Regions from separate parts of the Mus musculus genome. Here region 2 is linked to region 1. The links are chromatin contacts, called in public Hi-C maps. All regions are on one chromosome and are shown on one strand. The core of a region is the stretch at or near the end of the contact, and the rest is flanking DNA. Distances in the headings are between cores, read along the strand shown. Region 1 has its middle 44 kb from the start of Bace2. Region 2 overlaps Bace2 (beta-site APP-cleaving enzyme 2).

Region 1 (3,384 bases), core at 850-3,349:
GGTGTTGGGAGCCACTGACCCTGTTTGAATGTTAACTGCGTTGTCAGCCATAAGTGCTTACTTATAAAGTTTTGGCCTTAGTGGAAAAGTATTAGCTTAGTTGAGATTTTTGTGGGGAAAGTTGAGGCCTCCGTGGGAAAATACTACCCTCAGTTAAGAACAAATAGCTATAGATCTTATGCACAGGTACCTAGCAACCCATTCTGTTCTGTTCCTCCTGCTGAACTTTTTACCTAGCCAATATCCTGCTTTTGGGAACAGGTGAGTTCTCCCAGAAACAAAGAGCGATTCTGCGTCATCTCCCTCCCCATACCCTGCTTCTGTGGGCATAAAACCTGCCTGGGAAAAATAAAAATTTGACAGCTTGATCAATCAGACTTGCTGTCCGTCCTTGTGTTCCTCACCCCTCATTCTCTCCGCAGGCGGTTCCTCAGACCCTGTCCAACTGTCCCGCAGGCAGAGGCACTAAGGAAGCTCACATACAAATTGTAACCTCAGCACATGACCTTCCCAGGTTGATTTTATTCCAAGAACATTAAATTATATGTCCTGACAACTTTTAGGCTGAAGTTAGTGTCACATTGACACTGTATAAACTACCTCCAGCATCCACCTTAGAATTTTCCATTTTCTCCAGCAGACACTCTGTCTCTACCAGACATTGACTGCTTGCCTCAGGGGACACCATCTTTGTGAGGTCTCAAAGAAACAGGGACAGAGGCTGAGCTGCACCTATTTAACATATCAAAGTGGAGGCTGGTGACTAGTCTCTCCTGGCACCACCAGTCCTTGTTGCAGAGTCCTGGCTCCTCTAGGCACTTCTCACCTTGCCTTGAGCCTGTCTCCTCCAGCTCCTGAGCTTCATTCCTCCCTGCAGTGTCTCTGATTCCTATACAACTTCAGCCATTTTGGCTATGCAGCCTTTTGGTCTCTCTCATGCTCTCAGTCCTGAGATCCCTCCTGCCCACCTCCCCTCCCCTCCCCTCCCCTCCCCTTCCCTCCCCTCTCCTCTCCTCTTTCTCATTTCCTCTCTTGCTCTCCCATCCCCTTCTCCCATGGCCTGGTTCAGTCTACTGGCCCTGTTCAGCCAGGACCTTTCCAGATGCCTCTGGCTATGTTCTCTCTCATGTCTACAGTAAATCTTCTCCCCAACCACACTGTGGAGCAGCCAAGGCCTCGCTTTTCATTCAGTCACCACTACCATTCTACCTTCTGTCTGTTAACCCTCTAACCTATGGTCTATGTGTAAGTGGTAACATGCACTGTTTTTCATGCATGCAATGTTGGAGTATGTACTGGGACGGTCTTTTTATAGCTGAATAATTGTCTGCTGCATGAATCAGATTTGGTTTTTGTGCCATCAACATGTAAGTGCTCTGTGAATCTCTCTCTCTCTCTCTCTCTACACACACACACACACACACACACACACACACACACACACACGGGGGGGGGGGTGTAGGAAAGCAACTGCTGTTTGCTTTCAACTAACCTAGCCACCAGTGGACTAGAAGTCACCCATTCTTCCTCACAGATCCCCTCTTCCAGCTTCTAGCAGTTGATGTCACAGTTAACACCACGAGATTCCCTTTTATAAGCACTCCTTCCTTAAGTGGCACCTTGTACCACCTCCCACTGGTTAATACTGAGCAGGACATTGGCTTCAGCCTTCTCTGTAGCAGCTGCTTGAGAAGTGAACACTTATTAAAAGAGATTCCATGGGAGTGTAGGGAGGGAAGAGAAGAGAGACTTTGCAATCACAGGCTTTTCTTGGGGACAGGCACTTGGGGACATCCAAGGGTGGAACCAAAGGACCGACTCATTGGCTTCAAGACTGGGGTTCTCACACAAGGTGGAAAACAGGTGACAGAGGAGGAAGAGTGACTGGTTAGTGTTCCTTCCTGGAAAGCACAGGGACACGGAGGAGGGAACTGTGGGCATTCAGCTCTGATTATGCATACTCACTGACCGCCAAGCACAACAAGCACTTGGAGATAGACTAACAATCTTTTTTCTTCTGGCCATACTGGACATAGATTTTGGTTCAGCAATGAGCTTCCTTTTCAGAGGATGCAATGCGAAGCTTCCCCAGTAGAGGGCACTAGATGGCCATGAAGGAATACTCGGTCTCTGCCAGGAAGCTGCCTGCTGGAGAGACAGAAGAATGTGGGGTGGGGGTGAAGAGAGGTAGGGGGTTGGGTGGGGGGACACAATGAAAAGAGGCAGAACTAGAGACTCAAAGAGTCGTGAAGAAAGCCTGATGTGAGTAGCCAGGGATGCCTCCTAGGTCCATGATGGGGTCCTGTCTTTTGCTGCCACCAGGGGCCACGTCTGAGTCTGTGGCCCTGCAGAAGTAGGGATCTGTTACTACAAAAAGGCCACGTGGATGCCCCCCGAGGGCTACTCTCCTGGTACATGTTGATGTCTGAGGGCTGTGCAGAACTGGCGTACCCTCGCCTGGACATTGTGGGAGAGCTGGCCCTGGGGAGATGTTAGCAGGAGAGAAAACTCCGCCCCTATCCAGCTGCAGTACTTAGGAGAGCAGATCTGACATTGTGGGTGAGCCAATCCCCCGGAGAGTATGAATGTGGAAGAGTTGGCCCAGCCTCTTGTCTGCTATGTGGTGACATGGGAGAGGGAGAGATGTCCCCCTTTCCCCCTTGCCACCTACAGCAGGCTAGGAGCTGGCCCTGAGGTCACCAGAGCAGGAGAGATCAGAGCCCTGCCCTCATTTGCTGCAGCACAGTAAAGCTGGCCCTGGTTGTGGAGGTTTCAGGAGAGCAGGCCCTGCCTCTTGTCTGCTGTGTCATGACATTGGCAAGAGAGAGATCCCCACCCTCCATTTTGCCCTCACAACTGGCAGCAGGTGGGAAAGTTGACCCTGACCAGGTCATGAGAGCAGAACGGGCCCTTCCCATCACCTGCTGAGTCACTTGGGAGAGCAAGCTCCCTCCTCTCCCCTTCCCTTCCTTGTCCCTTGCCATCTATGGCAGGCAGGAGAGCTGGCCCCACGGTCATGAGAGTGGAAGAACTGTCCATGTCCCTCACAGCTGCAACACTCAGAAGAGCAGGCCCTGCACCTCACCTGGACAGCAGAGTAGAGCTGACCCTGGTGGCAGAGATGGCCTCAAGGTTGTGAGAGTGAGAGAGGCAGTGAGCTGACCAGCTCAGATACCTCTCAGGCCCAAATCTAAGACTTTGAATTGGTCCACCCCAACATCTACCCCTTGATGAACTGCTGGAGTTCATGAAGGGGCCTAAACTCCTGTATCTCCATGACACAGGACAACAGCAGACTATCTGAGAGGAGTCCCAGCGAGCTTCTAGTATCAGTAGAGTGGCAGAAGCCAGAGGCCTTGAACCAGACCAACAAGTCATTCAATG
Region 2 (3,586 bases), core at 234-2,733, 78 kb after region 1:
GATGTATGCTCCAGGGTGTTTAGTGTGTACACACAACTGTATGGCCACCAAGTCAGGTTTAGAACAGTTTTATCACTCAGAAGAAATGCCACAGCCATTCATGATTCCTCATTTTTCCAAGAAGAATTGACCTGGTGTGTATGCTGAAGGCTGGGACCCGTAAGAAATACAGTGATAGGTTGGGAAGACATGGCCATACCACCCTACCATACATAACCCCCTAGCCATCTACCATTAAAACAGTGGGTTCCACCCCCATTCACTCATCCATCCTCTCTTCCATTCATCTATCCTCTGATTTTTTAAATAAGTACTATGGAATACTTGCTATGTCCAGGGCTCAGGATAGTAAGATGCCACTTGATATTGGGTGGGGAGAAGGAAGGAGACAAGAGATACTCTCACAGAAATGCTGGAATTACAATAGAGGAGACACATGGGCTCAACAGAGGTGTTGACTAAGAGAGAGAAGAGCTAGATTAGCAGGAAATTTGGGTGATGGGGGCTTTGGCCAGCATGGGGAAGGAAGAGCAGGCATTGTGACCACAGTATTCCTAGTGGTTGGATGATGTTCTAGAAGGAGCTCAGTTGTCGTCCAGCCATGGACAAATGCTCCCCCCAACACAGGTCACTCCTGGAGGTTCTAAGGCACCCATCCCACTACTGCCTATCACAGGACCAGACTGAGTCTCATGGGAAAATGGCTGAGGCCACCAGTCACAGCCAGCTGAGGACTTCTTGCCTGCTTCAGCCTCACAGCAGGGAGGAGGAGGTGTGGTAGATACCCTGATACAGTCATTTTTGGTAGTGAGGTCAGTTCTGTAAGAATTCCTCACACAATCATTTAGTGTCTTCAAGATGTGAAAGTTCAGCAAGGCACTTCTGTAGACACTCACGTGATTCTTAAGGACCACGACTTAGAGAGTGTGTATAGACCATAAAGACTATACAGCCAGTATCAGGCTAAGCTAGGATTCAAATCGATGCCTAATAGCCCCCAAATGATTTCTTTTAGAGTACACTTGCAGGATACATTGTGAGTCCAGAGCTGGAAAATGAATGTGAGTCTGTTAGTCAGTGGATTCTGTAAAGCAGACTCATTCCTGGGCATCGATTATAGGGTTGGTGTAGACTCTCTCCTAGAAATCTGTCTTTTGTACTCCATATACCCAGGATGAATTGTTCCTAAAGTTTCCCCAATCTCATAGTTTCCTGACCACCAGCAAGAGGATGTGTGGATTTCCTCACCTTTTTAAGGCTAGCAGTAGCTCCATGTCCAGGACTGGGGTTTGGAACTCAAGATTTGAGTGACTTCTTAGGTCCTGAGAGCAAATGCCTTCTGCATCCTGAGTGCTGTTCTCTGCTCCAGAGTTTTTAGCCAGCCATCACGTGCTGATGCCAGACATTCCTCAGGAAAGCAGGACCCAGATAAAAATGCTGCAGCTGAGCCCCAACTTACATCACAGTTAGTAGCAGCTGAGGACCTGCATTTCCTTCAGCATGAGTCTTCCTAGTAGGGACCCGGTGCCCCAAGAGGGAATCACTTGCACACCCAATCATGTGTGACATAGCCAGAATAAATTGTGTAACCAATCTGCCTCAGCAGAGTTCAGCAACATCTGGTTTATGTTAGGTGACACTCTTAGAAAATTATCTTTTATCCCTTCTTGGTTAAAAATAATAATACTTTGGGGTTGTAGCAAAACGGCATTTGGCAGTTTTTTTTTTTTTTTTTGCTTTATTAATATGTGTTTAAGTGTAGGAGACTCATTGCTAGAATGGGCACCTTGGAAGAACCTGACTAAGGAAATCAGCTCCTGCAATCACCCTGATAAATGAGTGTAGGCAAACAGCCCTGCAGTGGGGCAGGAAGGTCATGGTGGGTACTGTTGCCTGGGCTGGCTGGCAGACTCCAGCAGATGGGCTAGTAATACAATTAGGAACCGTTGAGTTAAATGAGCCATTATTTAAATTATCTGCTGCTTTTGGTATCTATTAACCTGCTGGGAAAGAGACAGTGGTATCTGAGAAATCTCAGGCTCATCACTAATTGGATGAATCACCCAGTTTTTTCCCTTTACTGCCACATTTTACCTTATTGCAGCAATTAGCAAATGGCTCTCTGCGGGATTATTGCCCAATGCATCACTGAAGATTAGGAGGGGTGCAGGCAGGAAGACACACGCTGGTTTGCAGCAGGAGGCAAGCCTGTGACTCCTCACATGGTGCTCATAACCATTCTTAATCTTTCCAGTCTGGTCTCCTGATTAAGGGACATTAGTTCTCATTGGAGGTTACAATAACAAACACCCAGGCTGGGTGCTTCTTTGCAGCATACAGCCATTTCTTGGGTGTCTGGTTCCTGGTTGTAGAAGCATCACCTTGAGACAACAGAAGGAGAGATACTCTGAGTGCTTTATAACAACACTACTCCCATTTGTGAGCTTCCCTCTTAGGAACACCACTCACAAGCCTAGCTACTTATCCACCCAGCTAACCACTCACTCACCTACTGAAGGCCCTGCTCCTAAATGCTAAGACACCAAGACTAAGTCTCAATACATGAAATGGGGCCAGAGTCCCAAACCTTTATGCCCTAATGGAATGAAAGGTGAAGTTTGAATCAATCTCCTGCTTGCTTCCCCTGTCCCTCATGTGGGCCTGTGTTAGGGAAAGTACCCTATACTGGGGCTGTCACCTGGAAAAATTAGACTTCCGTGTACTAACAATAGGCCAGGCCCTTGGGAATAGAGTCCTTACCGTGAAAGGATAGGAGAAGGGATACCTGTGATAGACAGGCAGGGCTACAGTGGAATGTTTCTTAAGCATCATGGGGATTGGTGCTCTCTGGAAGCCAAATGAGCAGAGGGCTCCAAGTGCACATGAGTTTGGAGCTCTTAGGTATTGGGTTAGCTTTTCTGGTGTGTGTGTCTGCCAGAGGCCATATTTGTGCCAGAAGGTTTGGTGCCTGAAGCACCTCGACCCATGATGGTGGGAACATGTGGCAGCTAGTCACATGAGAGTGAAAAGCAAGAATTTCAGGCCAGAAGCTGGGCTGTGCTATAAACTCTCAAGGCCTCCACTGGCCTGGGTCACCCAGTGAGGGACTTAGCTTCCCAAGATAGTGCCACTAGCTGGGGACCAAATTTTAGACACATGAGTTGGGGCAGGGAGATCATTTTGTATTCAAAATGTAATACTCCTTTATTCTGAGCAATCTCTCTTCTCTACAGCATACTCTAGGAATAAGCATCTTAGTGTTTCCTGAGTGGGGAGGTGACTTGTGAGGCCTTTCCTCTGAAATGACTGGACTTGAGCTGATTAAACATGGTAGCTCAGTAGGCCTGGGCAGCAGTAAGAAATGGTTGGGATCACACAACAGTTCCTGTTTGGGTTGGTTTCCTCCCTTCTTGTGTTCTCTGCTTCCACTGAGGGAGGAAAGAGAGCAGGAAGGCAGACGTAAGGATGTGGGGATGAAAGAGCCGTGTTCGTGGGAGCCTGCGGAGGCTAGGAGGAATTCCAGATCCCAGAAAAGGGTAGAATAGCAACTCAGAAAGCTCCCATCACTAGGGCCATTGTGCCAAAG

What was found. Hi-C and Micro-C count contacts between places; a contact is called where the count stands out from the background.
Region 2: a Hi-C map of the N1E-115 cell line shows a contact between it and region 1, with 5 times the contacts expected there. The contact joins two enhancer-like sites. A contact is called at or near these places in 4 of 484 Hi-C or Micro-C datasets (the N1E-115 cell line, cerebral cortex, embryonic stem cells and 1 more), 2 of 115 datasets of contacts at active chromatin or transcription factors (CD8 T cells and the HPC-7 cell line) and 2 of 9 other capture datasets (adipose tissue and liver).

The regions. Positions count from the first base shown.
Region 1 is chr16:97,310,957-97,314,340 of GRCm38.p6, forward strand. No RefSeq gene overlaps it. Among named protein-coding and RNA genes, the nearest start is that of Bace2, 44 kb to the right of the region's middle. Within about 2 kb of position 2,100, at least 22 of the 459 cell types and tissues checked have an H3K27ac peak or open chromatin away from gene starts, as enhancers often do. A contact at or near this core is called in the N1E-115 cell line, where this site is marked.
Region 2 is chr16:97,389,993-97,393,578 of GRCm38.p6, forward strand. The region is part of intron 1 of Bace2 (beta-site APP-cleaving enzyme 2); the gene reads left to right. Among named protein-coding and RNA genes, the nearest start is that of Bace2, 35 kb to the left of the region's middle. Within about 2 kb of position 1,484, at least 12 of the 459 cell types and tissues checked have an H3K27ac peak or open chromatin away from gene starts, as enhancers often do. A contact at or near this core is called in the N1E-115 cell line, where this site is marked.